Linked DNA regions of Zea mays: regions 2 and 3 are each linked to region 1. A link is a contact called in public ChIA-PET and Hi-C data. All regions are on one chromosome and are shown on one strand. The core of a region is the stretch at or near the end of the contact, and the rest is flanking DNA. Distances in the headings are between cores, read along the strand shown. Region 1 holds the start of LOC100193694. Region 2 holds the start of LOC100273352. Region 3 holds the start of LOCLOC100383387.

Region 1 (2,791 bases), core at 140-2,639:
GCATGCCTATATTTAGTAAATGATCCGGAGGAAGTCAGGTAAACTGACAGATTGTTTGTACACTTGGCACACTTCTGAACCCTACCAAATATGAAATGCTCAGAATGTTAAGAGACAGCTTAAGCTTAAAAGGACACTACAGAAGGCATACAGATCAGAAGCAATGACAGCCTCAAGCTACAAACAGAAGTTTTCAAAAGATTGAAATACTGTAGACAGAAGCCAAAAGCTCATAAATCATTTGCCAAGATAATCCCAAGAGCAGGCAAAAATCTCGAGGAAACAAAAATCAACAACCCCAAGTCCTCAACAAATTATGAAAAAAGGTTTAAGTTTAAGACCCTCCAAGGCATCAGCATAAAAGCAATGACAGCCCCAGCTACAAAAAAAAGTTTCTAAAGATTAAAACTACGGTAGACAGATGCCAGAAGCGCATATATTATCTGCTAGATAATCCCATGAGCTAATGAAAACCTCGAGGAAATGAAAATCAACTACCAGAAGCCCTCAACAAATTATGAAAAAAAGTTTAGCTTTTGGACCCTCCACTGCCACACCTATATAACAACGGCAATATTTTCAATAAATCCATTCTGCTTTCTAACTTTAATGCATATCCCAACACATATAGACATTTGCCAAATACTGAAGCACAACTACCAGAGTACCGATCTGTTGGAGCTAAATTACACGACAAAGACCACCACATGAAGTAGTTGCTCGAACCAGACACAGTAGAGAAACCTCAACATGTCGAGGTGTAAGGAGTAATAAACAGTCCTGAATCCCTATTAAGACACTGCGCATAGCACTTCCTCCGACTCGAACAAGTCAAACGCTTCAACACCCAAACCACCGTAAAAGCCAGCCACGACCCATTGGGTTTAGCGGCCCAAGGAACCCCCGGCGATCCCCGGACACCCGTGGCGACGAAAGGGATGGTTCCGCTAAACCTCTCCGGAACACACCGGACCGACCAAATCTCGCGAGGGAACGACGGTACTGGGCCGATCCGAAGAGGCCAGCGGCCGGTTGAATTTATTACCATCTTGCACATCTTCTCCCGCGGCGCGCTCGCCGAAGACCTGCGCAAACCGCCACTCCAGCGGCTGCGGCTGCGGCTGCGCCGCCGCCGCAGCGGGCTCAGGGCGGTCGTCGGGGGACTTGGGCTCCCGCTCCATGACGCCGCCTCCGCCGCCGTCACGACACCATGGCGGCGCGGGATCTCGGTGGGGAGGGATCTCGGGCTGGGAGAGAAGGTCCCCGAGAGCTGGGTAGGGGAAAGGCGGGCGGCGGGGAAAGGCGGGCGGCGGGGATCGATGGGGTAGGGGACTCGATTCGGGGCTCGGGCGTGCTGGCGTGGGGAGCAGAGCGCGTGCTGCTGCTGAGTGGGAAGGAGCGTGCGAGCGGGGGCGCCGTGTTTACCGTATCGATACCAAAACACTATTTCATACATACAATGTTACCTTGTTTATAAAGTTAAACCAGTCAGTTGCTCGTGCGTTTCGACGACTTACAACAACATTCACGTAAATTATTCATCAAAAAAAATTTCAAGATTTTTATTGATTGTCTCCACTCTTTATATGATATTTTTTTATTTGGCTAACTGATGTTATTGTTTACTCCATACAATATGTTTTGGTACAACAAGGCTAATGAAGTGAGCGATTAGAAGAGAGTTCACAACGACTGACTGGACGAATAAATATTATAAAATAACATAATTCCACCATACAAAGACCGAATAAGAGAAAGTTTGTGAGCTCAAGTTTCTAAAATAAATCACATGAAGTCAAACTTATAAAAAAGATAGATCAAAATATGGAGTGATTGCTAAAGTCAGACATCAATAAAAATTTGATGTGCTACATATAAATTATGCTAATTCGTAGCAATTACTAACGCTTAAAACCAACAAATACTCTTTCATTTTGTCGTTAGTGTGACAAATCATTGTTGCTCCATCTAATTCAGCAACCTCAAACAACATGTAGTCCATTGCGCCAATGTGGTCTCAGAAACGACCTAATGTTTGTAAGAGCCAAGAACGTCATGTCGTGCTTGGGCTGTAGCCTCGGCGTGTAGTGCTAGCCTGGCCCGACACGATTATTTTTTTATTTTACAAAAAACGTATATACATATATACAATTTATATTCAATAGTAAAAACATCTTAGCATGATGTTCTACTGGTTAGACAGATTCAACCAGTATCTCATATCCTTCTTCCATCAGGGCATGGGTTTGAACCCCACCTCCTACACCGTTTTTAACATTTTACGCTGATTTAATTAAATGGGCCGACGGGCTAACGGGCTGGCCCGACACAGTCAGTAGGCCGGCATGACGTGCCTGGGCCATAGTTGTCGCCCGCGTGCGGCCCGTGCTGGGCGTCGTTTGGCCATCTATAGACGTGCAGTGGATTAATTTAAAATAGTTGTGAGGGGTTATTTGTAAAAAGATGACGCAGGACGACCGTTGAAACTGGTGCTTTAAGTATAGTATAGATATGATAGGATAGAAAATATAAGATAGAATATAATGTTTATAAACTTAAATAAAATAAAATAAAATAAAATAAAATAAAATATATCTTGAGTAAGTTGTTGAAGATAATATAACATCTTTTCTAGTTCTTTAAAAACTCTCTAAACTTATTGTTGAGGCATACATTGTCGAAGGTCCTCAAAATACCTGTATTACGTAATCAAATGTGTTCCATGTGTATAATGAATGCTTTCGACTGTTTCAGGTGTGTAATTCAGGCTAGACGAAGCTGGTCATCAGCT
Region 2 (2,791 bases), core at 210-2,709, 240 kb before region 1:
TCGAATATATAAGGCCTAGGGGGCACCCCTTCAGAACGATCGATCTCACCACTCATCCATTCACCCCAACTCTCTATTCTCTAGTGTTAGAGAGCTCCCTTGTAATCCACCACGTAAAACATTCTCACCAGGATGTAGGGTGTTACGCATCTCCAAGCGGTCCAAACCTGTAAACATTGTCCATTGTTCCTCGTGCATCCGGCACGAACCATTTAGCTACAGTCGGCGACACCGTCCTACTCCTAAAAACACCTTGAGGGGCAACCCCGGGTGTGCGGTCGGACCCAAAGCACCGACACTCGACATTGCCAAACACATCTCTGTCCACAATTTCTCAGGTGATATCAATGTTTATTTTGAATTTTATCTATGTCTTTTTCTATAAAAGGATTCATTAACATGGATAAGTCTTCTTGAGGGGCATTATGATGGAGGCATGTACTCTCTCAAACAATATGATGGTGCCACCCTCAAACAAACCCTAATTGGTTGATCTACCAGTCGCACCCAATAACATGCTTATGTTAGTTACCCCTCGTCTCAAGTTGTTTAGTTGATTATGCATCTTAATAATATTTCATGTCCTAAAGAGTCAAAGTCATCCATTTTTAGTGCCTAATATGTAGCTCAAAGTTAGCAATTGACCTATAATATCTAGGCGTCGTCTCCTAGTCAACTATGGCGTCGTCGAGATAGTTATCTTAGTTCAATTTAATTTATCATTAGCTATTTTGTAATACATTCTTGTAATGTAATAAAGATTATGATATTCGTCTCTATACACCGAGTCATTATATGTGTGGACTTGATTATAACGCACATATGAGATGTATCTGGATTTCGCTTTAAATACGGGTGTGACAATAACATCAGTCACCTATTTTTGTGCCAACCTCATATTTTATCGGTTCTCTAAACACGTGGATGTCGATTATTACTTTGTATATGATCATCCGATCATGTCTCCACTCAATAACTTGGTGTGCGGGTCGTTTCATAAGGTTCAGATTGTAGATATTATGATCAAGCCCTTATCGGTTCATAAGAATTTTGTTATAATTTGGATGTGCAGGGAGCAAAAGGATAAGGTGCAGTTACTATTCTAGCTTCTTGCTCGACGATGCGCTAGGGGTCTAGGGCAGCTGGCAATGAAGCCGAACAAAAATCCCGAATCGACAGCCTTTAAATGTCACATAAATCGCCACGACGAAGAATTGAGCAGCACCGTCCCCCACCCATCTCAGCTGCCAATTCTCCTATCCGACAGCTTGCAGGACGGATACTAATAACCGTCGATAGCACGCAGGTTCTTGCATCCGACGGCTCAGAAAGCCAGCCTCTCACGGGCTGCTCTACGCCTCCCGGGCCACCTGGCTACCCGGCCATCATAAAGAGGCGGCCTCCCGCCCCTCCTCTCCTCGCGCTGCTTGCTTGTCCGTTGTCGCAGAGAGAGAAAGAGTGGGATGGCAATGGAGAGGTCGTTGTCGTGCGCGGAGAGGGGCAGCCAGTACGGCGCCGGGGCGGGGGCGGGGGCGATGAACCTCCGGAGCTACAGCGCCTCCTACGAGCGACCGACGACAGCGGCGCCGTCCACGGTGCAGCGCGCCAGGAGCGTGAGCTCGTGGAGCACGCCGCCGGCGCCGCCGCCCGTGCAGCGGGCCGGGAGCACCAAGAGCGGCCCCACCGCCGCCGCCGGTGGCCGGGCCGCCCCGGGGCTGAACCTGCGCTCCTACAGCGCCTCCTACGCGGCCTCCTACGGGCCCACCCTGGCCGATACCGGCGGGCAGCTGAAGCGCTCCGGCAGCGTCACCAACTGGACCTCCGCCAACCGCCGCTCCGTCAACCTGAGGGGGTACGCCCCGTCCTTCGCCGCGATGGACGACACCGCCGGCGCGGTCCCGGCGCCCAGGAGGAAGCTGCGGGCGGGGGCGGACGACGCCGAGGTGCAGCGGCGGCGGCTGGTCGTGTACAAGACGTACGGCGTGGAAGGGAAGGTCCGGGAGTCGGTGCGCCGCGGCGTCAGCTGGATCAAGGGCAAGTGCTCCGGCGCGGCCTACGGCTGGTGGTGATCGATCGCCAGCTCCATCGCCGTGCCCACCGGCCTATCGGAGTGGTACTACTACGGTACGGTCTACCATATGAGCTGGTGCACTGCATGCCCACCGCCGCACCAGTACCTCCTGTTACTTGTTCTTGGAGTTAGGAGTTTTTTTAATCTTTAGGAGATGGATTTGGTTGTATGTAGTAGCATACTAGCATGAGCTGTGGAGCTTCTTCTCTTGGTGAGTGATCTCGTGTCTTGTGAGGGAAGGAGGAAGTTCATGCTGTGGGTGTCCTACTCCTCTTTACAGAACAGATATCTGGACTCTGGTCTATGTAAATATAGGTGCTGCGTATGTATATATGTGTGTATAGAATAAGATTTCTGTAAATTATTACTACTACTACAGGCAAGACTGCTGTTGATGGCCTCTTTGAAAAGGCCGGCTTCGGATTCACTATTGTAACTGTATCTCAGAAGCCGGTGAAGTGATCAAATCCTGACCTGCTCCTCCATCGTCTAGTGCTCTAGACTGATTTGGTGATCAGAGACATGTGGGGGAGGAATACCCTTACTATTCAAATTTAAATAGCAAGAGGATTAGGATTCATGATCATCAAATCAACCCCTAGTTTGTTTTGCTGCCATACTAAACAGTGACGCAGCATCATACGTGTCAGGAAGAAGGTCTGAATTTGTGGCAGCACATATATACCGCAAATGGAACGGGGGTGTCACAGTAGGATTCAG
Region 3 (2,791 bases), core at 163-2,662, 140 kb after region 1:
AAAATAAATAGTTGACGATAAATATTCGAGAGCGGCGGTAGTATTTTATTAGCGGGGACATTGTTTGAGCGTTAAGTCAAATGCATTTGGCTAGGGAAACACATGTTCCAAAAAAACATAATATATTTGAGGCCTTATCTGCTAGGACTTCAGTCAACTTAAGTTTCTTTGGCTACTTGATATAGTGTGGCTATAGTACTAAAGCTAGAGCGATAAAATGATATACTAGAAGATATCCTAGGTGCCGCTTATTATTTATTTATTTATTTCACTTTAAAGAATATATTTGCAATAATTTAGTTTTAAGGAAAAAATATTAGGGACCCACTATATATCGTCCACCCGTCACACGTGTATGTTAAAAGGGCTTGACATGTACATTTTATCCTCTCCTTTCCACACAGCCCATGCCATCGCCTCACACTGTCAACACCGTTGCATCTGCCCTGTCGTCTCAGTCATCACCCTTGACTGTGACCACCTCCATCTAAGCCTCCTCTTTTTTAGATTCAACACAAAAAGCGCCCTCACCTCCAAAACTTCCCGATTTAGGACGATGCATCTACACCTCTACGACTATGTTAAACTCACTCTCCTCCTCTTTTGACCAATGCTCCTACCACATATGCGTCGTCAAATTGACTTTTTCCGTTGCTTCATGGGTGGCTTTCCACCGCTTACACCTCTATCGTCGTCTTGACCACTGTCGCTGTTGGTGTCATACACTCTCCAAAAAAGCCTCTTTCTACCACCACGAAAACTCTCGAACCCTGATGTACGATGTAGTCATGGCAACCACCACCCTCCGTCATTGTCTTGACCACCACCATCGTCGTAGGCTCTCCAAAAAGCCTATTTCTACCACCATAAAAACCGTCGAACCCTACGGTGGTGTAGTCATGGCAACTCGCATATTTTTGTTTGGACTAAGCATTTATCATTTTTTATTAATAATAACAACTTGCTATATGCTAGTTTTGTCCTATGCACTAGCTAGTCACAATGTCTCCAGTATTATCTTCTATATCTGTTCTTTACATTCTTCTCAAATGATTTTTTCCTCTATATATCACATTTCTCTCCAGCAACATCCTATACATCTCCCTCTATACGTAAATATCTATATTAAAGACATATTTTATTTTAATTTTTTTGTATACTTATTTGTTATACTCTTTGTATATATTTTAGTTTTACTAAAACTGTTGTTTAAAATATTAAAATAGATAAATGAGCGTAGAAAGAATCTCTCTATTACATATAGGATGGAGTGCTACCGTCTTTGATAGGGATGGTGGACTGTTTAACATGGCGAATGAAGCGAGCAGTCAAATGTGCAACGGGTGGGCTGGGCTGGGATGCAATAATAGGGAAGTGCAGGAATGGCGGAGCGAATATAGAACAGTGAAAGGGCAGTCCTCCGCCCCGAAAGGCAACAATGAGAGGAGAGGGAGGGAGGCCGCGCGCCTGGCTCGTCCTCCCCCTTGCTTCCTTCCGTCGTTTATAAGCGACGGCAACACAGGCGAAGAAGACGGGGGGAGAAAGGGGCGCACGAGGCAATTTATAGGGAGGAAGAGGAGGGGCCGGGCCTGAGCAGAGCAGGCCGGACCAGCCATCTCTCCTCTGAGGCGTCGAGGGGAGGCGGCGCCCGAGATGGGGGACTCCGGCGGCTCCGTCGTGTCGGTCGACGTCGAGCGCATCTCCTTTGGCGGCAAGGTCCGCACAACGTCCCCCCCCCCTCCTCCTCCGCTCCGATTCTTTGTTTCTCGGCTGTTCCAGCGCTCCCATGCGAATTTTCCTCTCTCCTGTTCTTGCTAGCGTTGGGTCTCGTCCTCTCGGCTCTCGCCCTCTCGGTGGGTGGTATCTGCTGGTGGTTTGGGAGGGAGGGAGAAGGGATTGGGCCCTTGAAATTTCGTGCCCCCCCCCCCCCCCCCCCGGTCGTAATCGTATTTCGTGTGTCTCGTCGCATTGCGTTTCCGTCTCTGTTGCGGCATTTGGTCGGTTCAGCTTCAGCACGTTCTTTCGTTCTTGCTCATGGATTCATCTTTTTTTACTGTGGCCCTATAAAACAATCAGACAGCAGCCCACGACGCGGAATCTTGGCAAGGCCGCCCCCCCACCCCACCCCCGCTTGCTCTTGCGACCCGCGATTCGTGAAGCTGCATTTCGTCTGCTCTCCGCTGAAGCAGCAGCAGCAGCCGCCTACCTTTTAGCTCCGTCTCCGAGATGGTGGATCCCTCGCTTCCGCGTCACCAACTCACCACCACCACCACGACGCCTTTATCACACGATTTTAGCGCTAAAGGTTCTGGCCCGGCGCTCTTGCGTGCTGATTCGGTGTTCTAACCACCACTTCCCTTGTGTCTCTTGTTTCAACCGGGGTTCTTAAACTGTCTAGTTCTTATTTGTTTGGTAGTGGTTCAACGTGGAGCGGTTTCTTACTCGGCGAACGACCGACAGCTTTGGAAATTGGCCACCTACTGTGTTTCTTAATTAGTGGAGTAATATAATAAACAAAAGCAGTGCGCGGCTTTTGTTTTTGCTGTTGCTAATTTTAACACAAAAAAAACGTTTACCTGAAACTCGTTTGCCGTAGGAAGATTCTATTCAGTTTGGACTAGTGCCTGAGTAAACGGGTGAAAAATTTTAAGTGTAGTTTACAAGCCCCTTTTCGATGTGGATTTCTCTAATAACTTCCAATGGTATGCTTGTGAGCCGGCAGTCAAATCATTCCTCAGTACAATATTTATTGTGGAGCAATCATCTGCAGTTCGAATCGTGTTATGCATCA

The links. A called contact is a pair of places that touch in the nucleus more often than the background predicts. ChIA-PET counts read pairs in DNA pulled down with a chosen protein or histone mark.
Region 2: an RNA polymerase II ChIA-PET map of seedling shows a contact between it and region 1, with 4 times the contacts expected there. The contact joins the promoter of LOC100273352 here to the promoter of LOC100193694 in region 1. A contact is called at or near these places in 7 of 25 Hi-C or Micro-C datasets (bundle sheath, ear, endosperm and 2 more) and 1 of 3 datasets of contacts at active chromatin or transcription factors (seedling).
Region 3: a Hi-C map of leaf shows a contact between it and region 1, with 7 times the contacts expected there. The contact joins the promoter of LOCLOC100383387 here to the promoter of LOC100193694 in region 1. A contact is called at or near these places in 2 of 25 Hi-C or Micro-C datasets (leaf and tassel).

The regions. Positions count from the first base shown.
Region 1 is chr4:237,919,851-237,922,641 of Zm-B73-REFERENCE-NAM-5.0, reverse strand. It overlaps LOC100193694, which reads right to left and starts at 1,389. Exons shown (of 15, transcript NM_001358863.1): 1 at 1,046-1,389. The coding sequence starts at 1,181.
Region 2 is chr4:238,158,257-238,161,047 of Zm-B73-REFERENCE-NAM-5.0, reverse strand. It overlaps LOC100273352, which reads left to right and starts at 1,459. Exons shown (of 1, transcript NM_001159432.1): 1 at 1,459-2,443. The coding sequence starts at 1,464. The coding sequence ends at 2,069.
Region 3 is chr4:237,777,310-237,780,100 of Zm-B73-REFERENCE-NAM-5.0, reverse strand. It overlaps LOCLOC100383387, which reads left to right and starts at 1,412. Exons shown (of 10, transcript NM_001176042.1): 1 at 1,412-1,716. The coding sequence starts at 1,654.